Linked DNA regions of Mus musculus: regions 2, 3 and 4 are each linked to region 1. A link is a contact called in public promoter capture Hi-C data. All regions are on one chromosome and are shown on one strand. The core of a region is the stretch at or near the end of the contact, and the rest is flanking DNA. Distances in the headings are between cores, read along the strand shown.

Region 1 (6,766 bases), core at 2,732-5,231:
CAGTGGTGGCGATATTAGGGAAGGTTCTAGAACCTTTAAGAGGTGAAGCCTCAGCCGATGAAAATAGACTTGTGGGTGCAGGCCTTGGGTAATATCCAGGTCTGGCTTCCCACTCTGTCCAAACTCTATTTTCTGATTATTGATAATGTAAAGAAGGCACTTCATATTCCTACTGCCATGGCCAGGAACTGTTTGTGCCTATCTTGAGCAACTATAGCCCTTGAACTTGAGGGATAACGAATCTTTCCTTCCTAAGTTGTTTCTGTCAGTTGTTCTATCACAAGGATAACTGATATGCCTTCTTTCCAAGAGCATGATTAAGGAAAGCTCAAAAGAAAGACTAAACAGTGGAGCATTATATTATAGGATAATGAGGAAGAAAATGGAATTACTTGTATGATGGTGGGGGGGGGGGGCTCGAAAAAGGAAAACCTCCAGGTCTATGCTTTCAGGTCAATGGTGGAGTCCCTTACTAAGGCAGAGAAGAGTGAAGTGGAAATTTCTGGTTTCTTAGGAAACTCAGTTGTGTCACATGATGTTATTCTGGAAGCTGTCATGGGAGAGGATGTTTTGTTGAAACAGACACATGAGAGGGCATGTGATATTTTGCTGGAGTAGACATTTGAGGGGGTACATAGTGTTTGGAAAGAGTATAAATGGAACCACGTAAACAATGAGAGGTGGTTCTTGCATTGCAACACCGTGTATTGCTTCACTGGTCTCTGCTGGTCTTCACTTCAGTAGAGAGAAATGCACCAAAGAACTCATGGTATTCCAGCTGCTTCTGACTGCTTTCGTGCTGACTCAGTAGAGCCTTGCTGTTTCTGCTGGATCATGTCTCTGCTACTGATTCATATTTGGTTCTTGCTATTGAACTGGACTGCTTGTACCCTGACAATGAAGAGTGGCATTTCTCCAAAGAACTACTACTATACAGGTCCACAAGCTCCTTCTATTAGCCTTCTTTATCCCCTACTTTATCCCCTACCAGAGGGTCAGTAACTAGAAGGGAAGTTGAAGCACTTAAAAACCCTGAATCAAGTAGGTTTACTAAGCCTACAGAAGACTGTGAGCATGTGGGTGGATTTGTTTTAGAAATTTAGTAAAGAAGATGAAGGCAAGGATAGAGTTCAGAGTAGAGAATGCAATTGTAGCATCATATCATAACAATGGCATGTAGATTGGGGAACAGATGAGTTAAGGGAGTCTGTGACATAGAAAAGAAGAAAGCCTAGGTCATTTCAACCTCTACAAAGATGAGAAAAGAGGGAGGGACTAGAAATGAAGGCAGAGGCAACAGAGTAAGGAGAAAGAGGAAGAGGAAGAGGAGGAGGAGGAATGTGAGGTGTATCAGAAGCCAAGATGAGGAATTTTGTTTGTTTGTTTGTTTGTTTGTTTGTTTTCAAGTCAGGGTTTCTCTGTGTAGTCCTGGCTGTCCTGGAACTCACTCTGTAGACCAGGCTGGCCTCAACTCAGAAATCCACCTGTCTCTGCCTCCCAAGGGCTGGGATTAAAGGTGTGTGCCACCATGCCCGGCAAGGAATGTTCTTGTAACGTCCATGATGTGGATTAAAAAGTAACCACTGCCACACTGGGGTGTAGAATATCAAACACTCTCAGCAGTTTTTTATGGAGGGGTGAGGATGGAAGCCTGTAGGAAGTGAGTTTAACCGAGTTGCACAGAGAATGAGAAGAGGAACACGAACCGCGTGGTAAGGAGAGGCGCTCTCTGGAACCTCTAGCCCTTGAGCTTCAGTTACAAAGAAACTGCATATAAGAAACAGCAGTCACTTGAATACTCTGATTTTGCTAAAATAAACAATACACTGACTATTCCTTGTTCTTCCTGTTCTCTGGGACAGCAACTATAGAGGTTTCCCAGAGTCTTCAGTGCATAATATCCCGTGCAAAGTAATGGCTCCCCTGAAGTAGCATACAGACCTTTGTAACTGGTGGCATATTGTGGGAGGACGGAGGAAGCCAGAGTCTTAGTAGAATTCTAAAGTGACTGTGGTGAACAGTAATACTCTGGACTTCTGCCATGGGGCGAGGGCAGAGAGGGCAGTGAAATAATGGAGTTATGCAGGTGTGTTCTCGAACCCCTGACTCCATCCAGGGGAGAAAACAAACTTGGATTTTGTTCCAAGCAGGAACTTTGTCTCCACAAAATAATAGCCCCTGGTTGGTTTCACAGAGGACAGAGCCCAGTGTCCCCAAAGTCTCCAGAACATAAGTGTGTCAAAGACCATTGTGACAGTATTATTACCAGCTTACAGACAAGCCAGAGTACTTTATAGCTTCACCCTGTGAAGGAATTGACAGGCCAAACTTAAGGAACACAAGTTTGCTCTGAAGTGTGAAGCATTGGATGGTTTTGAAAACTTTTTACTGTAGATGTTTCTTAGAAAGATTTCTTATAAAGTACCTTTTCATTCTGGGAAATGTGAATTTGGTAAATCCCATAATGTTCTAACAAGTGAGCGGTCTGGCTCCTGTGATTATGAACTATTATCTTCTCCTTTTAAACCTGTTTATCCTGGCCTCAAAATAACATTCGTACCTCTTCCTTTTTAATTCCTGTAAGTTTTCCTGAAGGATAGGTGTCTTCGCTAGTTTTAGGTCAGCTTGACACAGGTTGAAGTTATTGGAGAGGAGGAAACCTCAACTGAGAAAAATGCCTCATAAGACCAAGTGGTAGGCAAGCCTGTGAGATATTTTCTTAATTCGTGATTGATGGGGGAGGGTCCAGCCTACTGTGGGTGGGGCCATCCCTGGGCCAGTGGTCCTGAGTTCTATATGAAAGCAGGCTGAATAAGCCACGATGAGCAAGCCAGTAAGCAGCACCCCTCCATGGTGTCTGCATCAGCTTCTGCCTTCAGGGTCCTGCCCTGTTTGAATTCCTGTCCTGACTTTAGCAGTGAACAGTAATATGGTAGTGTAAGCCAAATAAATCCTTTCCTCCCAAAGTTGCTTTGGTCATTGTGTTTTATCACAGCAACGAAAACCCTAAGACACTAGGATAAAATAAAGTTCTTAGAATTGCACAAAAACTCTCTTGTGTTAATGCATCTTCTATAGGAAAGTTTAGCATTCATAGATAGGCTAGGCTAGTGCAGTGGTTTTCAACCTGTAGGTCATAACCCCCTTTGGTGGACCACATATCAGGTATCTTGCACATCATATATTTAACACATGATTCACAACAGTAGCAATATTACAGTTATGAAGTAGTAACAAAATAATTTTATAGTTGGGAGACAACACAGCACGAGGAACTGTACGAAAGGGTCACAGTGTTAGGCAGGTTGAGAACCACTGGGCTAAAGGCTTGTGGCAGAAAATACAGTCATTGGTAGATGAAGAGTTTAAATATTCTACCAAAACACTCAAAAAATTCAGAGGCCACTTTGCATATGTGTTGATGTGACAAGAGAGGCACACAGTACCAATGATAAGAGCAGGGAAGTAATGGGAGAGAACATTAAATCAGCCACAAGTCAGAAGTCTTGTTTTTGGCCATACCGTTATCCATTATCTAGCTAAGTCTTGTGCCTTCACAGAAATGGGTTGTCCCTGTTAGGAACGGGAGGGACTCTAGACCCTTGTAGTTACCATAGCGTCTTTGAATGTGCTTCAAAGGCAAACACAGAAACTACAGAGTCCTGGAGCAAGAAGGGCTGAATTCTGGGTTCCCCGCTGCTTTACCCAAAGCAACCTTACTGTTAATTACTTCATGTCATGGGATTCCATAGGAGACTGTGAGCAAATGAACGGTTCTAGTGCTTACAAGCACACAAGGAGAGAGAGGGAAGTTTGAGAACTGCATGCTGAGCTGAGCTGAGTTGATGCTGGGTTCCTTCTTGCTTTAAGTTCTTGTTCTTAAATTCATCTATGCACTGAAATATGTGTGAGTAGGCAAAGGAAATGCAGTGTGCCCTGAGGAGAATTTCCAAGTTGCTGCACATCAATCACAAGGAATCTGCTGCGAACATGTGGCAAGGTTTTCTGTGATTGGTGTTGTTTCCCTTCAGTGAGTTACCATCTGCCCGGTCCTCATCAAAACATCAATTTCAGCTTAATCCCCTTTCTTCCTCTCTGGTAGTAAAAGGACCTGGCTTACTTTGAAATAGCGCAGAGTTATGATTACGCTTTCATATGCAGGGTGGTTTCCATTTTATTAATATAGAACTCTAGAATACCAAAATGAATTTGATGATTAAGCTCCCCTCTGAGATTCAAAGTCTATAAAACACATTCAAATAAAATATACTAAAATTCATTAAATACAGCGAGGAATTACTATTTGCTAGAGGCAGTGCAAGATGTGGTCTAGGGCATGAAATCTGGTAAGCTTTTGCTTGCAAAGTTGTCTACAGTCTTCAATAAGAAGGCAAGATATCCTATGTAAGTTTAAAAGGCAAAAAGGCAACATCAGCCTCCAGAGGCAAGAAAAGGCCTTGAGATGATGGTAGGGAGAACTTTGATAGGTGTGGGAGAGGGCACTTCTGGTGATGACATTCTAAGAAGTTCAGATGAAACAGAAGAAGCAACTCTTTTGGTGGAAAATATGTATGTTTTATGGAGACTGAGGTGGTATTAAAATTAAAATAGTGTGTAAATGGAAGATAGCACAGGGCCCAAGGTGAGTAGACAGCACAAAGTGCAGGATGCCCCAGTGGCCTAGATAAAAAGTGATGAAGTAGGCTGGTAGCAGGGTAAAAGGTCAAGGGTATGCATGGTTGATGAGACATACACCTGGAACCGACATCCAAGAACTCAAGAGAATAGCCAAAGGTTATAAAAGAATGGGCACGAAGCTTTTAAAACAGTCTGGGAAGAAGACAGTCGATAGTGGTGGCTTAGACTAGTGTGACTGGAGAGTAGATGGAGTTATGTGTACTGGAAAAACATGTGACAGGTGGTACAGCAATGATGTCACTAAGATAGGCAACAACGGATGCAGGTAAGTCACGTATTCAGTGAGAGGCAGCGGGTTTTAAAAAGAGACACAAAAATCTCTCAAAAGGCATTCTATGTTTGAAGCACTTTGAATGTGTGATATTTTGAGAAGAAAGATAAATGTCAATGGGTGAACAGGGCTGTAACAGCAATGGGTAAAAACGATATGCCATATGGGATTTTTCCCCACAGGCCTGCATTGGTGAGGTCGTTTGGTTATGTCTCACAGAATATACAGAAAGCAGAACGGACACTCAATATGAAAGAATGGGAGATATAAACACATCTTTACTGATGTTGTTTGTGGACTAGCTCTCAATGAACAAGTGATGCCTCTTTTGAGATTTTGGCCGGCGGATTTTTCTCTTCATCACAAGCTTGGATGTTTAGAACTCTCTAATGTTCTATTTAGTTCAAGTGGTTGGATGTTGGTACTTTGGCGCCATTGCCAATAATACAGTTCAACAAAACAAACCCTTAAATAGGGTTTAGTTTTTCTCTTTTTAAACATATCTGATTCTCAGTCCAAACCAAGATGCAATTGCTGTGTCTTATGTGTGAGACAAGTGCAATTGACTGACCACCGTTAAGACGACCTCAGTCAGTATATTCTGTGTCCTTCTACCAACCTCTCTCTCTACTCAGTCACCCACAGTGCTTCTCACCATCTCAATTACTGATAGGCACTCTCTCTGATATGCATCTCTGCCCCTTCACCAATATCTTGCTGTATTCTCTTTTCTTTCCATGAACTGAGCCAGGGAGTTTATGTTGTTAACCAGTAATTAAGCAAATTTGAGAAAAACTGTGTAGGTCCTCTTTGGGAACCCCATTCCTGTCATTACAAAAACAGGAAAAAACAAAAACAAAACACAAGCTAGTTCATATTCCTTTTACCCAGTTCACCTAGACTAAATTTGCAAATCACTGTTTTCTATATGGCTTCGACATAAATTTCCAGATGGAACAAGAACCCAGTAGCTCAGGATGCTTGAAAACTCACTGATGTTGAACCCATTGCTTCTGTAGCATTCTACTTTAGTAAAATACTAACCATCAGTTTAGAATTCCTTGAGTACTTGATAATCTAGATGGAACAGCACAAAAGAGGCCCTTCTACAAGATGAAGCCTGCTTTATATGTTGACAAAAAAAAAAGCCTACAAAATCCTTGTCTTCAAGTGGGAGGCATGAATAATAAATTATGTAAAATTTTAAAATTCTAAGTGTTACAGAGAATCATAAATCATGGGGGCAGGGGTGCAGTGCTACATAGTCACAGAAAGGCTGTGGGTTTTTAGGCTCTTGTGTGTATGCTGAATTGGGTTTGTGCCCAATTAATGACTGGGGGGAAACCTAAGAGAGGCAAAGAGGCAAGTAATGCAGAGATCCAAGGTAAAGGCATTTTTCTAGATACAGGAAATGGCAAGGGTTTCATTAGCATTTGTAGAATAAATGTGTATTTATGGAGTCTTTCCATATCAAAGTTGTCCTGTTCTGAGTGGCATCCTTGTCTTCACGTTGTTACTGTAACACCATTTGCTTTCGCTGAGACACCTGTCTACCCATGACATCATTACAAGTATTTCTAAGCCGTGAAGGAGATGGACAGCCAGAGAAGCCTGAAGTGTTAGCACTACTGTGGAGCCCCATCAGAGATAGAGATCAGACCTGCTAATTCCAAACTCCAGGTCTTTTGGTTAAGAAGATTTTTACTCTGTAGGTCAGAAACCTAACTGAACACTGCTTTTGCATTTACACTTTCTTACTGAATAAACATTTATGTAATAATAGGGCAAGCAGTTCCT
Region 2 (6,766 bases), core at 2,294-4,793, 100 kb after region 1:
CTATCAGAAAACAGAAAGACTGCAGAGACCAAGGTCAGTGCCACAGAGATGAGTCGCTTCAATCTAAAAGTCAGAAAACTAAAGAGCGTGAAGGTTCTAGGCGTCACAGTTTGCTGTATTATTTGAAGGATGCGGAACAGCTTTGGATGCCAGCTCCAGTGTTGGTGCTTGTAAATTCAAATCCAAGCATCAGCACATACTATAACTGTCACCTCGAACATGTTACTTAACTTCTCAGAGTTTCAGCTAACCACAGTCACGGAGCCATTGCCACCCATACCTTTAGGTCATTGTGAGGATTAAAGAAAAAAAAAGTGGGAAAGACTTGGAGTAGAACCTGCTGTCATTATCTGTCAAAATGGAGATGATACTGTGTGATTCTGTGTGGCTGACAGGAGACTGAAGGGCAAACACACTACCTCATACAAAATGACCAATTAATAAGCTGAGACTATTGTTATGAGTGCAATTATTAGAAAATAAAATATTCTAGAGAATGGTATGTACACACAAAAGTATAGGGACCATTCCGGGAGATATAACCACGTAGTAAAAAAACAAAGGAGCCCACCTCTGGCGTGATTGCCACAAAGAGCAAAGCAATTCAGTAGCTCACGTGGCTCTTTTCTCCCTGAATATCTGTTGTGCTCACTGAATTTTGCACTTACGTCTTCTCCTTTCTTCACTTACTTACAGTCAGGTTGTCTGGGCTCCCATCTTCCAAAAAAGCTTGAGTGTAGTGACTGAAAGCAGGTAAGCCCCTGTACAAATGGAACTACCTTCCCAGACCCAGGTTGATCAATGATTACTATAATGGTTCTAAGTCGGGGGTAATCCCAACCCTCAGGGCCATTTGTAAATGCACAAAAGACACATTGTTTTGTCTCTCTGTCCAGGAACTCAAGGGGGTAAGTGAAAAGCTTGTCGATGTAAGATGTACAATAACATCTGTCAGAGTTCAAGTATAACTCATTCTAATTTTTAGACATAAGTTAGTGTTCTTATAATGCTGGAATTTACTATATTCATAAACTGCATTTCAGAGCAGGGAAATAAATGTTGTGATGACATATGTAGATGGGAACCTTAAATAATGACTATGGGTAAGCTCCATGTGAACTGTGTGAAAGGATGTTAATCTGGAAGAGACATCTGTTTATTACCTTGAGTCACAGAAAAGTTACTTATTGGTTCAAAACTAGTAAGAGCTTAAGTAGACACAAGAGTTTCCCTTCTGGATGTGAACATCATAACCACAATTTTATAGATAGTTTACATATCTAGATGTTTAATTCCAGATGTTGAAAGCTCTGTCTCTTCTATCTAGTCAACATTTATTAGACTTTAACTAGAGAGGTTTTTGTGCTAGATGCAGAGAATATAGCAGTTAAAGTGGCAACAACTGCCTTGACCCTATCCAAAGCTCATGGATTACTGCAGGAGATGGACGTTTACAACTATGTTTTAAAAGCAGTACTAGAGAGACAGGTTTCTATGGCAACATAGAGTGTCAACTGAAGATAGTATAGGAGTCAGTGGCAGTGCTCTCAAAGGTGAGCTATTTAAGTTGAAGGGAATGAAGAGATGCTATTCAGGCAGAAATGAAAATGGTGATACTCCATACAGAAGAACGGACACACACACACACACACACACACACACACTCCCAGGAAGAAAAAAACCAAGACCAGTTGCTCTCAACCTTCCTATGGCTGTGACCCTGTAATAATTTTGCTGGTTATGAATCATAATGTAAATATCTAGTACACAGGGCATCTGATGTGTGACCCCTACCCACATGTTGACAACTACTGGCCTAGGTCATTGGCTAAGTTGCCTGAACACCAGTGTTTTCAGAGCACAGAACCTTTTTTTTTTTTTTTTTGAGGTTGATCGCTTTTATTTATCATTCTGCAGGCAAGATTATCTACAGTTTGGATTTGCCTCCCTTAAACACATTATATTTTTCTCTTTGTCAGCCATGCACATGATCTTAGCCCTCAGTGCAGTCGGGTGGTGCTTTCTACTGTGGCTCCACAAATGTTGTAAGGCCAGACACATCACTAACAGCAACATATGGTCACCTAGCCATCTCCATTAACATTCACCCAACAGCCCCAGATTTTGATTCACTTTGAAGCTATTGGTTAGCATTCTTCTGAAAATTCCAACCCAAGAAGGGGTTACTATTATTGCTTTACTTTAAATATGAACTTGAGTCCCTCAGACACTTTCAGGAACCTCATGCATTCTCAATGATGCTGCTATCTGGTTCCAGCTGCTTCTCTTATAAGCAGGCAGAGCACAGAACCTTGAGAGGCAGGTCAAAGGAAAGAGCAGGAAGCGGGCAGGATTGGGGGCCATGGACATCAGAATTTGGACTTTATCCTAAATATGAAGAAGTGTTGTTGGGACGGCTATAAGCTGAGAGGGCCATGTTCTTGTTCATGAAACAAAATGAGAAAACACATCAAGTGTTTGCAACGTTAGCAACGAGTTTCAGGGGAGAGTGTTGGAGTTTCTGGTTAAAGTCAGTCTTTTCCTTACTTGTGGACGTTAATTACCCATGTTCTCCCTGACCTCCATAATCATGGCTAATTGAAATTTGGCTCTAACTCAAGAAAATCCACCAGGAAACCTAATAAGGTATATAGCAGATGAAATTGTGATTTTGATTGGAAACTAAAGCCCCTGTAAGTAACAGGCCTTCTGATTTCTGTGGGAAATGGAGAGGCCTGGCAAGTATCAGTCATCCCGAGCAGCTATTTTGTTAATCCCCTAAACTAGTTGCAGATGTTGGCTCAAACAGCCACAATTTTGCATCTGTAATTTTAAAATTGTCTCATGTTTCTAAAACTTGACTCCACATGCACCGGAAATCACTGACATGAATTATGAGGCCCAGGAAGAGAAGAAGCAGAAGAAATGGCAGAAGAGATAGGAGATAATACTGAGAGTGGCTGGGCTTGTATGGCTGGGCTATGTGCACAGGGTGAATGAGGGATGACACAGTTCCTTCCTCCACGACATGGATCCTGCAGCCAGACATCTGAAAACGAAAATCCACAAGGAGATGTACCAAACAAGAGGAAGTCTTTTATAGATGGCTGCGTTCTCAAAAACACATCCTCCTTTTTCCCTGTCCCCTCCTCCACTTCACAACAGGTCAACAGGAAGGCCAGAATGCTAGAAAAGAACATAATTGTAAACTAGAAACTCCTTACCTTAATTAAGAAAGTCATTTTTAGCAGGAAAGGGAAGGAAATAATAAAAAACAATTCTATTACTAAGCCAATGTTTTAGTTCTTTTGATTAAAAAAAAATCATAGAGATTGCAGACTTAAAGAGTGCATATTATCACATAAACAAAAGAATAACCAGGGGCCACAGAAAATAAATTGCATTGTGATAAGATGCTATTATTATCTGTCTTGCTCAGGCGCAGTTTCATTTGTATTTCTGTGCACCATTTCCAAGACTGTGCTCCATCCATCCAAGAAGCCTAAGTGGCAGCAGATCTAGTAATCTGCCCACAGGGGCCATCCATCACAGGCTCTGTGTAAATAACTTCACCAGCATGGAGGACAAACGTTTCAGCCAATTACTTAGTAAGGAGGGGGTTTGGTGCCGGGCTTCAGGGAACCAAGATGTGATTATAAAACCAGGGCGCTCATTTCCTGAATGGGGAGCATTCATCCTGGAGAGGTTAGCCTAACGGAATCCCATGGGGTGGAGAGGGGCTTGGTTTCTGAATCAAAGACATTTCATAGTAATTTTGAGGTTGAGTGGTTCATTCCTTCATTTTGCTGAAGCTCTGCATATTTACATTTTGTTCAAAAAGATTATCTTCAAGCTATGCTTCTTTTCTAAACTTACATAATTAAAAAATGCATACTAGTAGACAAATAAAACCACTTTGGTCTTTCTAGATTTAAATCTCAGAGCAGCATTAACTCTTCAGTCACCCAGACTACTCTAGGGAGGTCATGATCTCGCTGCACCACACGACTCCCCCAAAGGGAAACACGAGCCCAGAGAAACTGTGAGGGGCCTGTTCATTGCAAATATTTGGGGGAAGGAGGAGAAAGGCTTTATGAAAGGTAGGGAGGTTATATAGCACATAGAACTCTAGACAGATCCCCAGAGCTACCATCTGGGGAATCTACAAGCTATTGTTTTCAATTATAAGTATCATATTGGAAAATATTTAAAATTTTGCAATGGTTTACACTAACTGACATTAATGTATTGATATGTAGACACCTGGCCAAAGACTCCTTTAAGCAGTAGCAATTCCAATGAAGCTAAAGATGGAGCCCATGAGGCTAAACAAGAGGTCCTACCTTGCCTGACTATTATTTTTGCATGAGCCTCTTTTTCCATGAATAAATATTATGAGACTCTCTAACTGCAATAAATTAAGGACTGAGTTAAAGACGCCTCCTTGGATGCTCCCAAGTTAAGCATACTAATACAGGAAAGGTGTCAATGATGCTATTGTGCTAGGCATGAAAAACTCATGCTCTGGGGAAAAAAAGGACAATGGGCCTCAGTCATGGTGAATTAGGGGATATTTACAATTGGTGGGTTTGGTTTCAACACGAGAAGCAATGGTCAAGAGTGAAAACAAGAGCTCTGCTGAAAATATGAGTGTGCCTCGGCTTATAATGACTGTCCTTTTCACTGTCATAACGAGCCAGCGACCACCTGCCCAAGAGACATTCTGCTATAGAGCCTGGGTGTCCTCACTACGAAGTATTTCAGGGCTTCTTTATAATCAATGATGCCTGACAGTTTGTCTTTCACTAATCCCTTCAATTACTGTACTGAAAGGACTGCGGTCCTCTAAAAACTATGAAGTTGGCATTGCTGTGATAGATTCTCAGCCTATGAACTGGTGGTGAGGGTCCCAGCCGGCCAACAGCTGAAAGCGTCCCTCTCCTCCTATCAGTGAAAAGCCCGAGAGACCTGGCACTTCACACAGTACTAGGGTATCTTACTGCAACCTCCCCACTGATACTAATAGATTAAAAGTATTTTCATTAAAAACGTAAAAAACAGTTAATAATATCTATTACCGGTTTATATTATTCTGAGAGGAATAACATATCAAAGCAAAAACTGAAGATACAAGTACACAAAGAGTTAAAAATCAAACAACCACTGTTTCATCTAAGGAGCTGTTATTTGAAAGTTCTTCTTAGTTCCTGGGAACCTCTCTCTGTCAGTGTCATATATACATCCTTTTTTACAAATGATAATTTTATTTCAATAGCAAGATATTCTACTCTGACATTGAATACTAGAAAAGTGAATTCAATTTATACACGGATGCTTTGCCCCAGACAAGGTTTTAATCTTCGACTAAGAGTGAACAATTTGCAGGAGGAAAAAAAGTATATTTGCAAAGAATGGCAGCGAAAGGGACTGCCTGGCAGATACTAAAATAAATGAGAGCTGCCGTATTTAAGAAGCACAGCACTATACAAAAGTCAGCAGAAGGAGGGACTCCATGAATTACCTAAGTAAAGACTCCAGGTTGTAAAGCTGATCCTTGACTGGGCCTGGCGCCAGGATCTACCACTTGTCTACTATTGTACTACCCAGGGTAGTACTTTTCCAAAGATCACATACATGACTTATAAAACAGAAGAAACAGTGATGGCCCCAGCTTCAAGGGTTGCCAATGAAATGGATATGTTAATGGAAGAAGCATACTTCAGGCAATGGCTGCCCACAAAGTGTTTAAGAAGGTGTGAATTGGAGCGAGGGTGTGTGTGGTGGTACAAACCTGTAAACCCAGCACTAGAGAGAGGTTAGGCAAAAGGACTGGAAATCCAGCAGCAGCCTAGGTACACGGTAAGTGGCAGGCAGTGTGTGTAAGTAAACATGAGATATTTGTCACAGCTTCAGAGGACAGAAGCATGTGACCCAGCCAAAAAATGGTTTCCATACACTTAAGTACAAATCCAGAAAACTACTATGGAAAAAAATACATACACACAAGCAAGACAAACTATATATTTCTTAAATTATCTAAGCAAAATTAGTACCTTTTATTTTATAATATAAAACATTAAAGAGACAGAAAATGCTTTATAACGTATGAGAAATATCCAAATTATTTTAAAAAGTTTAAAAGTCGATATGAAAATAAATAGTAGTACCCTTCAGAAGGACAAAGGACAGGCTAGACATTTCAAAAAGCCAGAAAAATCCAAAAGCAGTTTTAAATACAAAAATGAAAAGCTGCTGCAAAACCAGCAATAAGGAAAAACAAGTCAAAATATCGCTGTATTACTCTTCCCATCAGACTATCAGAACTTATTAAACGTAGACTTATTTGGAACTGGGGCTTAGAAGCTTGTATGTGTATCATTGCTGGTCGGTTGACTGGTGCAGCAATTTTGGAAGAATAGCAACCATGTGATGGGAATGTCAAAGACTACTTCATGGTAGGTGATAGTAAGGATGGAAATATAAGAGCCACCCACAATGAAACTTTAGTGAAACTGGAAAGACCAGGGAGTAGCCACAGGTATTCCTGATGGATGAAGTAGGAATCAGTAAGGGGTGGGCAGTATAGGGTGAGCAAGACATTGGACTGGGCATATGACAGACCAATCAGAAAGATATAAGCAGCAGACTTTGGTGTCAGCTGGAGCAACAGCCTCAGAGTGCTTCACCTTGCAGGTGTCTGAGAGGCCTAAAGCAAAAGCTTCCCTCAGCTCTGGAGTGAAGGTTAAACAGGTGACCATCAAAAAGG
Region 3 (6,766 bases), core at 1,729-4,228, 76 kb before region 1:
TGCTATCCGTATTAGTTTTTGAGACAGAGCCTCTCATTGGCCTTTTCTCAACAGGTAAACTAGGCTCCTGGCCAAAGAGCCAAGGGATCTGCCTGTGTCTATGTCCCTAGTGCTGGAATTACAAATATACCACCATGCCAACTTTTCACACAGCTGCTAAAGATTGAACTCAGGTCTTTGTGCCCACAAGGCAAGCATTTTAAGGCTGAACTACCCCACTCCAGCCCCAATAGTTTATATTTTCTCATTCCCTTCATCTAGTGAGCTGAAAAAAAAAAACACAGCAAACTGTATCCACCATAGCATCCATGAGCTGTGTGTGTGTGTGTGTGTGTGTGTGTGTGTGTGTGTGTGCATGTGTGTGATTTTATAAACACTTAACCATCCATGAACTTCTTGAGAAAGGAACAAATCATGGTGCTCCTCTCGTGAGCAGAGTAGCATCTCCCCAAATGTCAGCAGCTGGCTCCCTATCAGTGTACCCACAATTAACCCAGGGCATGCATGGCTGCTTGGATGGATGGTTGGCTGTTTTGTTTTCAAGTAACATGAATGCATGAACAATGCAAAAAGTTTCAGACAAGAGATCTACTGTGGTGCAAATGATCAGGATAAAATGCTTATAATTCAAGAACTGAAATACTATAAGAATTAAAACATGAGTTTCACATTTTGTTCAAATATTTGTCCCTAAGAGTTGTTGTATTATTTAGAAATACTACCCTTTCCTTTGTGGAAGAAGCCTTGAGTTTATTATTTTAAGTGACCTGCTATTCTCCTTTAGAAGTGTGCTCTAAATGATGTGAGTTCACCTCCTTCCTTCTCCATAGATGTACATTTCTGGCATTATTTTAACTTTATTAAATAGCATTGCCTGGGTTGTGAGCAGCTCTATCAGAGTATAAATTTATGAAGTGACACATTTTTTAGGACCAGCCATCTCTGTCAATTTACTCCATAATAACACATTCCACCAAATTAAACTGCAAAATATTTCCCACATTTGTTTTACATTCTATACATATGGCTTATGAATAGCAAGCTTGATGAATTCCAGCTGCTTTAGCTATGCAGGCCAACTCTTATATAACAGATTCCTTTCCATTCCTATTGTATCCACCGAGGCCCATTTTAAGCGGGCCACCTGGTAGGATAAACGACCGTTACAAGAAGGAAAAACAAAACACAACAAGAAACCCCCAAACAACAATAAAGAAAACCAGCCTGCCGAATGCAAGACTACTTTCCCCAGCTATACGACTCTTATATTTCTAAGAAAATGGGAAGTAGCACGAAGCTTTTGGGAAAGTTACATGAAAATTTAACCAAACGAGTAACGCCACGAAGCAGCATTTTCTCATTTATCTGTTGTAACGAGAACATTAAAACTGCTCGCACCATTCATGTGTGTTGCCCTGCCCGTTATACAGACGGTTCAGCCTCCCCTCAACCTCCCCACACTCTCCTGCTTCCACGCAGCTGGAATTCATCAAGGATGTAGGAGCCAAGTCAAATGTTGACCCCACCCTCCTCCTCCATTTTAAGGCCCCTTCAAAGCCAGTGAACGGATCGAGTTCAGTTTTGCCAACAAAGCCTGCCATACTGCCCTTTAAGGCTCCAGTTTGGAGGTTTTATAACTGCACAAGCTTTGATTTGGGGTCAGTTCTTCAGCTACACTGAGTTCCATCAGTTTGAGGAACCCTTCTGTGACAAATCCTTACCATTCCTTTGCTCAGAGTTGGTCTTTTTCTTTTGCGTGACCCCTCTGACATGTCCCATAACCAGCTCTGAAAACATAACTTATTTCCCTTCCAAGAAGGCCAAAACAGAGCAGCCACTGTGGCCATCCACACACATTTCCCCTGACATTTGCATTGCCCCATAGACTCCTTGGAATGGCCAGCAGAGGGTGGCTATCCCAAGATACATAGAATCACGTTTGTCAAGACAGCATGCAGGAGCAGAGGCTGGGCATGCAGGAGCAGGGGCCGGGGAGACAGGAAACACAGAAGAGCCGCACTAGGGCAGAGAACTTACTTTGTTGCTCCCCTGTGCATGCAGTCACAAGGAAGGGAAAAAAAAGTGAGAGAAATATGTTAAACACAAATTTATTTCAAAATTATGAGGTTTTTCCTTGCTGGATCGGAATCCGAATGAATAGCTGAACCCTTCGATAACTTCCCATTGTGTACATCCAGGGCTCAGGCCTGAGTCAGAGAATCCGTGTAGGTAGGGGGAGTGAAGTCCCGCGTTTACAACAGTGTGGCGATATCCCTCCATTGCTTTCTACTCAGAATACTTGGGCTATGGGAGCCAAGCCAGAAAGAATTGGTTTGAATCGGTAATAAGTGAACCGCTAGCATAAAAGGCAGAGAAGTCAGTGTGCTGGCTCGTCTTTCCTGACAGCCCTTCCTCCAACATGCCAAGCATGGAAAATTTCATCAGTCATTACTTTATTTTTTTTAAAACAAAACAAAACAAAACAAAACAAAACAAAACAAAACAAAAAACAACAAAACAAGCACTGCATTCTTGGTTTCAACGAAGGTGGAATTAAATTAGTTCTTTCTTTCTTTCTTTCTTTCTTTCTTTCTTTCTTTCTTTCTTTCTTTCTCTCTCTCTCTCTCTCTCTTTCCTTCCTTCCTTCCCTCCCTCCCTCCCTCCCTCCCTCCCTCCCTCCCTCCCTCCCTCCTTCCTTCCTTCCTTCCTTCTTTCCTTCCTTCTCAAAGAAAAGAAGCAAGTACTGAGGCATGGAGTGGGTGGTTTGGGACAACAGAGGAAGCAAACCCAAGTTATAGACTCCTTCTGAGCCTTTCTTTTCTTTGGTAAGTTATGAGTTTCTGTCTTGGGTTGGCATGGGAAGTCAAGACTGTAGAGTGGGGCTTTGGCCAAAATAAACAGTACTCCATAGTCAGCAACATGGGATCTGGAAAGGTTAGTCACAAAACCGTCATCAACATTTCTAAATGCAAATACTGTGTGTGTGGAGACAGGGCATCCAGGGGCGAGTGGCAGCCTGTGACTCTCCTGTTGCTAACCGAAGCTGGGAGAGCATGATTTACATCGAACAATTGAACTCACATATGGCCTAAGAAAATAAAACGGTGATTCATTGCTCCTAGAGCAGCCCGAGTCCTTGCAAGGTCAGTTCCTGTGGGGCAGACGTGGTGGGATGTGAGCCCGGAACGGATCTGAGTTTCTCCTCACAGGGGCCCAGAAGAAACGCCTTGCTGAGATGTGAGGTTTGCAGAGAGCTGTGAGGGAAGTGTGTGCATCAGAAGGAAAGCCTGGGGTAGGGGCCTGCCCTTTACATTTAGTTTGAGGATTTAAGGGGGAGGGGGAAACACACCAGGAAACATTCTGAGAGAGTGGGAAGGCGATGACCCCGGGAGAGGGTTTCCTTGAGTTCCATGCCTGCTGCTGACCTTAAGAAAACCACCTTTCCCAGGGACCATTTCAGCCATTGTATTTAACAAGGAAAATATAAAGGCATTGATAAAATCCTATAGAGAGGTTTCTTTAGCACTGGGCTGCCATAGTACAGCTGTTTGCACACTAGTTTATCAGATGCATAAATAATGACATAAGAATGAATGAAGTAAAAAACTAAACTAAACAAAACAAAACCCCAGAGGAATCCTTCCTAGAGGGGATGCCAACTGCTCAGTAAGACAGTAAAGACCCCACTGGGGAGGGATTTTACTATGGGTAAAAGACCATTTTCTAGAATAATGGGACCCTGGTTCTCCTAAGAAGAACAATATTGCTGGAAATACCTCAGACAGATGGAGTTTATTGCATTCCACAGCAGAGCAGCTTTTGATCTAGCAAATCAGTTTCAGGAGTTCAACCAAGTGTTTCTGGACACTCGGGGATGACTAGCTTCCCTGCGCAGTGGCAGATGGTGCGAGTAGCGGCAACAATGATGTCACTGTGTAGGATGCCCTGATCCTTAAATAAAAGACACAATGGAAGCAGAGAACATGGCGTGGCCTGGCCAGTTGCCGGTTCAGTCAGCCAGTTCCCAGTCATCTATTTGGTGACAGCCATGGATGGCAGTTCTGAGTGGTGGATAATGTTTTTATAATGTTCTCCACTACTCTTGTTGACAATAGCTTACGTCTGAATCCTTGAAAGTGTTTTTCCATGGAAGGGTAACTAAGACCTTTGGAATTGGACACACAGCTGCTCAAAGTTCTGGGAGAAACACTGCTGTAGTAGTGGTTGTAGTGGGGTATCAGACCCTCCCACTCCTACACAGACTGTTGGTTGCAAGGTTCTCCGTATATCCCTCAGTTTCTACCTGCTACAGGACCCTTCTGGCTGGCATACATCACCCCCTACCCTAAACTTCTCTAGCCCAGGGGCTGGGCTGCCCTACCACCAGATGCCCTTCTTTATATAATCCAGCTACCTTGGTGACCTGGTCTTTCTCATCTACTCTCTTGGCCAGTCTCTTGGCCCAGGCTGCCCGTCTTGGTCCTCAGCTGCTCTCCCCTCTCCTTTCTCTTCACATGGTCCAACTCATCATGGTCACGTCCACTCTGGACTCTCCCAGAGGTCCCTGCCCCTGCCTATGTCTCCTTTTTATCTACAATAAACTCTCTTCTCTGCCATACCAAGGTGCTTTCATAGCCTCTCCTTTGTTATTTCTTTTTTTTTTATTCAATTATATTAGTAAATGTTTGTAAAAGTCTACAACCATTCCTCTTTTACCCATTTGGGGATACATAGGGACCCTTTCTTCTAACTTTTTCTTTGACACAAAGGAAAAGTCACTGTAGACTCTTCTAAAAGTAACATTTCTGAGGTACCAAAGGGACCTCGGTAGAAGATGGTTCCATCTCAGGTTGATTATAGCTGCAGCGTCCTGAGTTCACAGAAAAAGCTGGGGTTCGGGGTTCAGAGTTGTTTTGTTTTTCTACCATTAGGTTGAGTTTCTGAAGAAGCAGTTTACACTGGTTCACACTGGAGGAGGAGGAAGATATGTAACAGAAACCCCTCTGTATAGAAGTTTCTCTCTGTGTGTGTGTGTGTGTGTGTGTGTGTGTGTGTGTGTGTGTGTGTGTGTGATGTTTTACAGGAAACAGAAACCTTTTAAAATGCTCTAAGGTTTCTTAACTGACTTCACACCAAATCATTTCCAGGGCATGCCTGGATCTCACATCGCCTTTTTCCATAGCTGGAGGGCCAGCTTCTAAAGGCAGGCGTGAGGCTTTTGGGTTGCCTCACAGCCTGTGGGCTAAATCCTGTCCTCCATTTTCAACCTTGAAGTTTGGCCTGTCCCACAGGCACTCTTAGGACTCCCTCTAAACAACCAGGCTTACTAGACAACAGATAAGAAATTTCTCTCTGATACCATCAAATCTGACTAATAGCTTCCAAAGAATATTTAGCCATACAATTGAGAATTGCAGCTTTGTCTGCACATTCAGGATGCCAAAGAATAATAAAGGCTGAGCCATGAACACAGTCATCAGTTAAAGGGAAGGAGTTTGTGTTGATACACCAGAACCTGCTCTCTGAGGGAGGCGCTATTCAAGCTTAGAGAAGTAGAAAAGACTAGAGAATTAGCTGAGGTGCCTACATCACAGGACTTAAACAAAGAATAGATTTGTTCCCATGTCTACCCTATTCCGATGCATACTTCATGGGTCAAAGAGTTTGAATTTAGAATTCCTTAATGTTGTATTGAAAACCAATGATTGGTGTTCAAAAGTCATTGTTTATCATATCACGCTCCTTAGATCAGATTCATACTTATTTGTCCTAAAATTTAGGAGTAACGCTTATACAGATGTGTTGGTAAATAGTCTTTTGAAAGTTTTAATAGGCCCTAAGAATTGGTATACAAGCATAATTTATATCTTATTCTGAACAGTTAGCTAGAGATTCCACTAAAAAAATTTTTATTTTGAAACTGTGTAAAGCCCTGTATACTTAGCAACATGCAGTTTTATAGTGGTGATAACTTCAACTTAATAGCCGAAGGAGGAGACAAGGAGGGAGGTTCAGCTCCCCACGTTGTCCTCTGAACTACACACACACTATGTACATACATGTACACCATATAGACACACATATGCTCACAAAGGCACCTATATCTAGCTAGTCACATACATGCCCTGCACAGCTTAAAAATAAGGATTTCCCCTCAAGTCAACTTTAGATACCTGTATAGAAAGCAGAACTGTTTCTAGTGGACCAACTAACTGATTTGTTAGGGACTCTGTGACTGTAGACACGAAAGCAAAACACACTGTTCACAAGTCCTAACATTTTGCTTAATGATATCAGGCTTTGGGTTAAGCTGATGGCATCAACTCTTTCTACGTAATGGAGGACTACCGAGAACCATCACTGCTAGATGTAACTGAGCGTGTTCACAAAATGAGATCGGTAGCTGAACAGTTGCCTTGATGGATCTCAACAGTTGGCTGCCATTAGACATCAAATACCAGGCAACTTAAGAGGACCCGAGGGACCACACAGTGCACAGGAAACACCAATGCCATGCTCAAAGAACTCTGAGAAAAGTGACAGTTGGAGCATACTGCTGACTTTAGTTTCCCGGTTTGTTTTTTAATCCCCTGTAAATATCTGTTCATCTCCATCTCCTGTGTGATGGTCACAAGCGTACACTGATGAGCACATGAAAATTCCACTCAAAGAGTCAAAACAAGCTGGATAACACAGCTCTAAGGGGGAGGATTAGGAGAGAACTTAGAAGATATTTCTTAGCTTGCTTTCTTGTATAGCTATGGAT
Region 4 (6,766 bases), core at 1,688-4,187, 64 kb after region 1:
TTCTTTCCAAAGGCGACCACTGCAAAAGCAGCGGAAGGAGTCACACCACCAGCTTGGGAAGGCGGACAAGGTGAGGAAGAAGGAAGCCTCAGGTGATGGAGCTAACTGTCATTGGGTTGGAGCCTGAGCACACGATAGAGCATTTAGCTTACATGCTTGAAGCTGGAGGGTCAATTTACTTAGTTAACTTGTACACAAGTTCTCTAATACAATAATTTCAAGCTAAATCATAGATCATTGAGGTTTGCATATCTAGATATCACAGACAAAAATAATTGTGAACATTAGTAACTCTGCTCTGGTCCAAGTACAGAGACACCAACTTTGAATCTAAGTATTTCGAGTTATTAAAATTAGCCAATCTGGGGAATGATGACCAAGAGGAAGGATGCTTCCATAACACTTTAAAGTTGAGTAAATTTCATAGTCACTCAAAGTGAGGGCATGGCTCAGACAAATGGCTTTCGAAACAAAGAAGCTAAATAACTGATGTTAAAACATCCGAAGACCAGTGTAGATGGCTCGCTTTGCCATCTGGGCCCATACATCTCGGGTGTTTGACTGGTAATTTTACAGGCATGGAAAAGTCCTCAAGCCAGTCCCAAAGTGGGGCTTCCTACAATAGCGTGGAGGCTTTTCTCACTGAGTGAGAGCACTAACATTGCTAACATATGTGAAGGTGAAAGGGGGTGGTCCTTCAAGCTCCTTCCCTTTCTATGCCTAGTCCTTCCTACTGGGCAAGCACACAAGTGGACAAGACCAGATCTGCACCCGCCCTCCCCAGCTATCTGTAGCAAGGACAACTCAAAAGAAAACAGTCCACTGGAAGTTAAAGTAGATAGTGAATGATTTTATAAGAATTTCTGAAGAAAATCCCTTATGATGCTTAAAAAAAAACTTAACTAAAAGCATAAATTTAGGCCCTTACAGAAACGGTATAAAGTCTTTATTTGGTGTAAGCAGAACCATTGAGAGGGTCTAGCTGTGTAAACTGAGACAAAACCATAGAGCAGTCTGGTCAGAACCACTTTTCATTTGCCAACTCCTGTTCCATGGACAGAAACTGAAGTGGGCAGAAGAAAGGCCTTCACTATGTGCAGCAGAAGCAGGCCTAACCTGGAGTGATGGATTCCAAGTGAACCACCTCTCACCAGCCCATGCCTTCTGTAGGACTTAGTACGACAGACATACTGAGGACCCAGCAGCATCCTCTTGCAATCAGACCATTAGGTCACACTTAGTCACCCTTCCATCATTTCCAGTAATCACGTAGCAGCCCTGAGGGAAACGGCAGCTGACTCACACTGCGCTCCCCTAACCACTCTCAAATAGTCCCTAAAGAAGGAGAAGGAGGCCGGTAAGAAGACACTAATAGGAAGCATTCCCCTGGCTTGCATCAACTATTTAATCCTGTGTCAACCTGGTGTATTTAACCTGACATAAACCTCTTTGCTCTATCATAAGCTTCTAGATAAAGTACTCTGACTTAATCTTCTTCACAAGGGCTTGGGACCACTTTTGAACCGTTTGTGGTACATCAATTTAAAAGAAACCATGTTAGGAAAAAATAAATAAGTTAAGGCGGCTCTCACTTGAAGCATTTTGAAACAGCCAATATAGATTTGTACATCTCAAAAGTGTCATAGAAGGCAGGTACAAATAAGTTGTTCGGGCTCTAATTCTTACAAAAATACTATAGCCCTTCATCCTGTGAGTTAGATTTAGAAAATCTCCCACATTGTGACCTCTACAAGGCCAATTGATAAAGCTCTTATTTGAGACAAAAATCTAATATCAATCAGAATACAGTGGAAAACAAGTTAGGGGACCTCATGTTCACAACATTCAACAGCCTACATAATTTGAAACAGTTAACAACTGGGACAGAGGACTAGAGGCCAAGCGAGCTGAGAGTTTGTAAGTGGTCAAGCTTCACTGGGCCAGTTTCAACAGATTTACTTAACCAGAGATAAACCTCATCATCAGAACACCATGTAAACAAAACAAAAGTATTCAAACAGAATTGGGAGTAGCCAGCAGGATAAAACAATGCTGTCCTTAACCGTGTGGCTCTACCAGAGGGAAATGTTCAGAAAAGAGCGGTACAGCAGTGTGGGTGCTTGAAGTCTAAACTTTTTAACATTTCCTTAGGTAAGGCTATAGAACGGCATGCAGAGAGCCAGCCAAGAGAGCTGAGGGAGGGAGACGAGGAAGGCCACATATGGAACTAATTACTCATGGAGAGGCCATGACAAAGAGCATTTCTCCAGACTTTTCATGGGGGCTTCACTTTCAGGAAGTTGCTGTAATTACTGCTCAAGTCTAGAGCAGCCTGCAAGCTGCTGACAGGTCCAGCAGAAAAGGAGGAGGAGGAGGAGGAGGAGGAGGAGGAGGAGGAGGAGGAGGAGGAGGAGGAGGGAGAAGGGGGAAGAGGAGGAAAAGAAAGGGGGGAGCCCCAACTTATCTGACCTCACTAAGGAGTAAAATACAAGAAAACAAAGTATCGCAGGAAAGTTAAAAAAAAAAAAAAAGGCCTCGAAGTTTGCCTGCTTAACAGTGTTTGACTTTCTGCTTACTGCTTTGTCATCTTTCTATCTTTAAATTACTTCTTCAGCCCAGATCAGGCAACAAATTTGTACTTCTACTCTCAACTCACTTTCGGTTGGCCACAGCAGAACTGTACATCTTGCCTTTTTTTTTTTTTTTTACAGCTTTTCCATACTGGGGCCCCACTTCCTGCCCAGTTGAGGGAAAAAATCTGGCCTGAAGATGAAATGACTGCTTAACATTACACGAAAACATCTGGTACCATTTTATGCACAGACCCATGTCTGAGAGCAGGCGATTCTAGCGGTCTCTCCAGCGGCACAGCGCATACCCAAACCTCCCCAGGGTGACATCATCCCATATATGGACTCTCCAGCCCAGCCCTCCCCCTTTTCCTGGTCCTAAATTCATTGCCAGTTCCCTAGTCTGCTGCAAATGTGCCACGTCAAGACTGGAAATCACAGCCCTTTAGTGTGTCTCAGTCGATGCAGCAGACAGGGTTCAGGGGGGAAGCTGAACAAGCCCCTGGTGCAGGAAGACAGGCTCTCCCCAGCCCCGGGACAGGATTTTCCACACACCGATGGAAGCTTCAGGAGATCCTGCTCCGTCGCCCCAGTGTTCAGACTACCTGTTCAGGACAATGCCGTTGTACAGTAGTCTGCACATTGGTTAGACTGGGCAAGGGCCAGCAACGCCATGGACGGCTGGGGACACAATGTGCTGCTTCCAAGGAGAGGACAGCTGGGTGCTCCTTTGTTGAATCTCATATCCAGTGTTTCTCTTCACAGGTTTTGCAAACTAGGGACCAAGAAGCCCTCAGGGACTCTGCCAGGGGAGAGGACTGCTCCAGGGAAGACCAGCGGGTAAGGCCTCTGGGATTGCGTACCTGGTCTGTGATTGGGGAACTAGATAGAGATCCCATCACCTGTGTGAAGACGCTGGAGACACTGAGCTAAGGGACAGATAACCGTGAACTTAACTTTCAAAAGAGCAAGGTCGTATGGTAAATTGTGATTTTCTGTGTGTTTTTTATAAGTCTAAATGTTGATCGTTCAAATGCTTTCTTAAATGTAAGGGTCTTCCGCTTCAAAATAAAAGGTGGGGAAAAAAACCTCACTCCAGACAAGTAGCAAAAACTGAACGAGACTTAGTTTTGAATGGTTGAAACTGATAATTCAGAGACTTAAACTCGAGCATGGATGAGCTATGTATGCAACCTCTAACACTCCAGGAATGAATGCATTTTGCCCTAAAGGAAAAAAATGCAATTTTCAAAACTCTTGTATGAACAGGGAGCTTTTCTGTTTATCTATATAATAGAAACACCAGAAATAATAGTACCTAACGATAAGAAGCAGTCTAGTCTTTTGTTTTTTGCTTTTTTGTTTTGTTATTTTACTATCAGACAATGCAAACGCACTTAGCCAGAGATGAGGGCCCAAGTGCCAAACCCACATCTTACTGACTCAGCAACTTAGCAGGCCAGGGGAATAGCGCTCTGTCTTTAGTGGGCTCACTAGATAACATTGAAATTGTTCTTCTAAAATCCAAGAATGGCTGATACTTGCTGGTCAGCTGAGCCTGCTGGCCCATCTTTTTTTTTTTTTTTTTTTTTTTTTTTAACAAGGCTCTCACTTGTCCTGGGCCTTTGAAATGATAAGGCACGTTGTCTAAAAAGATGCTGATAAAACAGGAATTTGTAAACGAAGGCAAAAGTTTTCTTTGGTCAGTTTCCAGCTGTCCTGGAGGTGAAGGAGAGTGGGGGAGGTAGGCAGACTGGAAGCAAGAAAACTTCCTCTGGCTGAATGAAATACTGAAAGAGAAAATACTAGAAGAATCTGGGTCACTAAGTAAGCTGGGAGGTTTGTATTGAGCATCAGCGGTGGCTCCGTTAAAGAAAGTTCTGGGAGAAAATGTTGCTGCTGTACCCATAAAGTCTCGCCTTTCATTTATTTTCACCCCTGGAAAATTTCATTCCACATTCTATGGGATGAAATATTATCTGCTCATTGAGCTTTCTGTGCAAAACGAATACACTGTCTTTTGTCTTTTAAAGTGTGAATCTTTGTCTAAGTTACACATTCTCCAATAACCCAAAGGAGAGTGCAAACTCTCCTTAGTAAAATACTATAGTATAGCTGCATCTCTGAGTTTTCTTCTTACAATTTTTATTTTTAAAAAATTATGCTTCATATAATCCCAAAACTGGTATCTTGGTCATAAAATTTTCTGATGAATTATGGCAATTAAGTAAGAAATATAGCGGGGGACATTTAACTGCTTGTCACTTAGGTGAAACAGGCGAGGCACCATTCATTGTTCTGTGAGAGTTGAAGAATCTTAATTATTTTTAAAAGAAGAGTTGAGATTATATATATATACACACATACATATCACTTTGTTTGCACAGGAAATTAAAAGCACTATTAGTTCACTTATGGAAGTTGTGTGTCTCAGGAAACACACTTTCTTGACTAACGCGTCACGAAAGAGGACAGAGAAGAATCACTTGGATCATATTTAAGATTTCTCTAATTTTGAGGGCCTATTGTATACTAGAAATAATTGAATTTTATAACTTGCCTTTATTTAATGATATTTAATTTAAAATTTTCTCTTCATATTAAATGCATTTTTTTTAATTTCAAGAAGAATAACCTTTCTTCACAGGTCCCTTCCCTATTTCTCCCATGGGACAGTTTTTAGTCTGAAGATACAAAGGGCATAAGGGTGATTCTCCTGTAAGTTCAACAGTAAAAAGTAACAATTTCTTTGTAAACCCGGAGTCTCTGCCTGTTCTTGGTTGGAGTTCTAACACACCATTTTCAAGGAAAATTCTAAATGAATGAAGGAGTGTGGTACTTAATTTTAAATGTATGAGTTATATTAAAAGTACAAAAAAGTTGTTTGATAACCCTCTGCTGTATGAAGACATGGTGTTAAGCCTGTGTGCTGGTGGATATATCCCTTATAGACACTTTAGGATAAAAATAAAGATATCGATTCCAAAATAATTAGAAGAATGTCTAATTTTATTCCAATATTACTTCCAAAGAGGATATACAAATATTTTAGGGATGGTGGAATCTAGGGCAGAAGAGAGTAACCAGCAGCAAACATCTTGCTCTGGATAGTATGGTAAGTCTAAATAGAAAAGTGAAACATTGTAGGTGCTCATAAAAAGGAAACTGTTTGCAGGGTTTGTCCAACCTTAACGTTAGTGAAAATTGCACCCTTGTTTCTTATTTCAGAGAATCAATGATGGATAAGCTAGGCTAGGTACTGAAGTCAAAAAGATTTTTTTCAACCATCAGAGAGAAAGGAAATTCTAAGCTGCAACCTCAACTCCATCACTTCAGAGTCTAATTTCTCAAAACAAGGTTTTTTGATTTTTTTTTTTTAACCATAGATCTCAAAATCAAGGAAAGTTTGTTTGTACGGAGACAAAGTGTGTCACAGATCGCTCTCGTCCAATTAGTTAACATGCTAGCCCTCCTTCCTGCTTGCCCTTGAACCTTTGGCTAGGAGAAGGTATTTGTTTTTAAAAGACAATCTCCCCCACCTTTTGCCTATGGACCACCCAAGTATTTCACTCCACGGGAAAGAGAAAGCTTAGGCATAAAAGATACTACGAAAATAATGTGCCCTCTCCCCCTTGTTGGAGTCTAAAGCTGATATGGGAAAAAGAAACTGCAAGTTGTTTAAAAAGTTTAAAGAGTCACTCATCCACAAATGTTCATTATCACTGAAGGAAGCTTATCATCCAGTGAGTCTGTAAGGGAACTGCTCTTTAAAATCAACCTTTTCTCTTATCTCATGACAATAGCCTACCCACCACCATGATGTCCAAATAGTAACTATGAGACCATCATATAGAGATCCCAGCTTAAAATAAGCAAGGGGGAGGGGGGCAGACTCTAGCCTGAGGCAAGTGAAGGTTGAAACTTCCCAAATCTTTCTTTCTTTTTTTTTTTTTAACCTTGGTGTCCTGCAGATGATGTCCATGTAAATATTTAGCCTCTTTTCAAAGGACTTAATACTGAGTTTCCTTTTTTTTTTTTTTTAAGTCATCTGAGTTAAAGAAAATCATCAAGTCTTTACTTCATATCTTCTGACTTCTTGTGAAAGCCAGTTTATTACAGTTGGTGTGGTTCAAGTTTCCTGCTGGATGTTTAGGAGAGAATTATTTTCTTACATTTCTGTCTTGGGACACGACACC

What was found. Promoter capture Hi-C pulls out the DNA fragments that hold promoters and counts their contacts.
Region 2: a promoter capture Hi-C map of cranial neural crest shows a contact between it and region 1. The contact joins two enhancer-like sites. A contact is called at or near these places in 6 of 39 promoter capture datasets (cranial neural crest, embryonic stem cells, hippocampal neurons and 3 more) and 1 of 484 Hi-C or Micro-C datasets (nephron progenitors).
Region 3: a promoter capture Hi-C map of cranial neural crest shows a contact between it and region 1. The contact joins two enhancer-like sites. A contact is called at or near these places in 6 of 39 promoter capture datasets (the 3T3-L1 cell line, cranial neural crest, frontonasal cranial neural crest and 2 more), 4 of 484 Hi-C or Micro-C datasets (the 3T3-L1 cell line, nephron progenitors and uterus) and 2 of 115 datasets of contacts at active chromatin or transcription factors (the NIH/3T3 cell line and fibro-adipogenic progenitors).
Region 4: a contact with region 1 is called in a promoter capture Hi-C map of cranial neural crest. The contact joins the promoter of Dnm3os here to the enhancer-like site in region 1. A contact is called at or near these places in 9 of 39 promoter capture datasets (the 3T3-L1 cell line, the SN4741 cell line, cranial neural crest and 5 more), 7 of 484 Hi-C or Micro-C datasets (the 3T3-L1 cell line, 3T3-L1-derived adipocytes, embryonic fibroblasts and 1 more) and 3 of 115 datasets of contacts at active chromatin or transcription factors (the HPC-7 cell line, craniofacial prominence and embryonic fibroblasts).

What each region holds. Positions count from the first base shown.
Region 1 is chr1:162,149,225-162,155,990 of GRCm38.p6, forward strand. The region is part of intron 14 of Dnm3 (dynamin 3); the gene reads right to left. Among named protein-coding and RNA genes, the nearest start is that of Dnm3os, 65 kb to the right of the region's middle. Within about 2 kb of position 3,982, at least 5 of the 459 cell types and tissues checked have an H3K27ac peak or open chromatin away from gene starts, as enhancers often do.
Region 2 is chr1:162,251,563-162,258,328 of GRCm38.p6, forward strand. All of the region lies in intron 13 of Dnm3 (dynamin 3), which reads right to left. Among named protein-coding and RNA genes, the nearest start is that of Mir214, 32 kb to the left of the region's middle. Within about 2 kb of position 3,544, at least 28 of the 459 cell types and tissues checked have an H3K27ac peak or open chromatin away from gene starts, as enhancers often do.
Region 3 is chr1:162,073,738-162,080,503 of GRCm38.p6, forward strand. Dnm3 (dynamin 3) reads right to left here. Exons shown (of 21, transcript NM_001038619.2): 17 at 2,038-2,049. Among named protein-coding and RNA genes, the nearest start is that of 2810442N19Rik, 72 kb to the left of the region's middle. RefSeq lists an enhancer at 294-3,823. Within about 2 kb of position 2,979, at least 99 of the 459 cell types and tissues checked have an H3K27ac peak or open chromatin away from gene starts, as enhancers often do.
Region 4 is chr1:162,214,686-162,221,451 of GRCm38.p6, forward strand. It overlaps Dnm3os (dynamin 3, opposite strand), which reads left to right and starts at 2,938. Exons shown (of 1, transcript NR_002870.2): 1 at 2,938-6,766. The region is part of intron 14 of Dnm3 (dynamin 3); the gene reads right to left. It overlaps Mir199a-2 (microRNA 199a-2), which reads left to right and starts at 3,129; the gene lies at 3,129-3,238.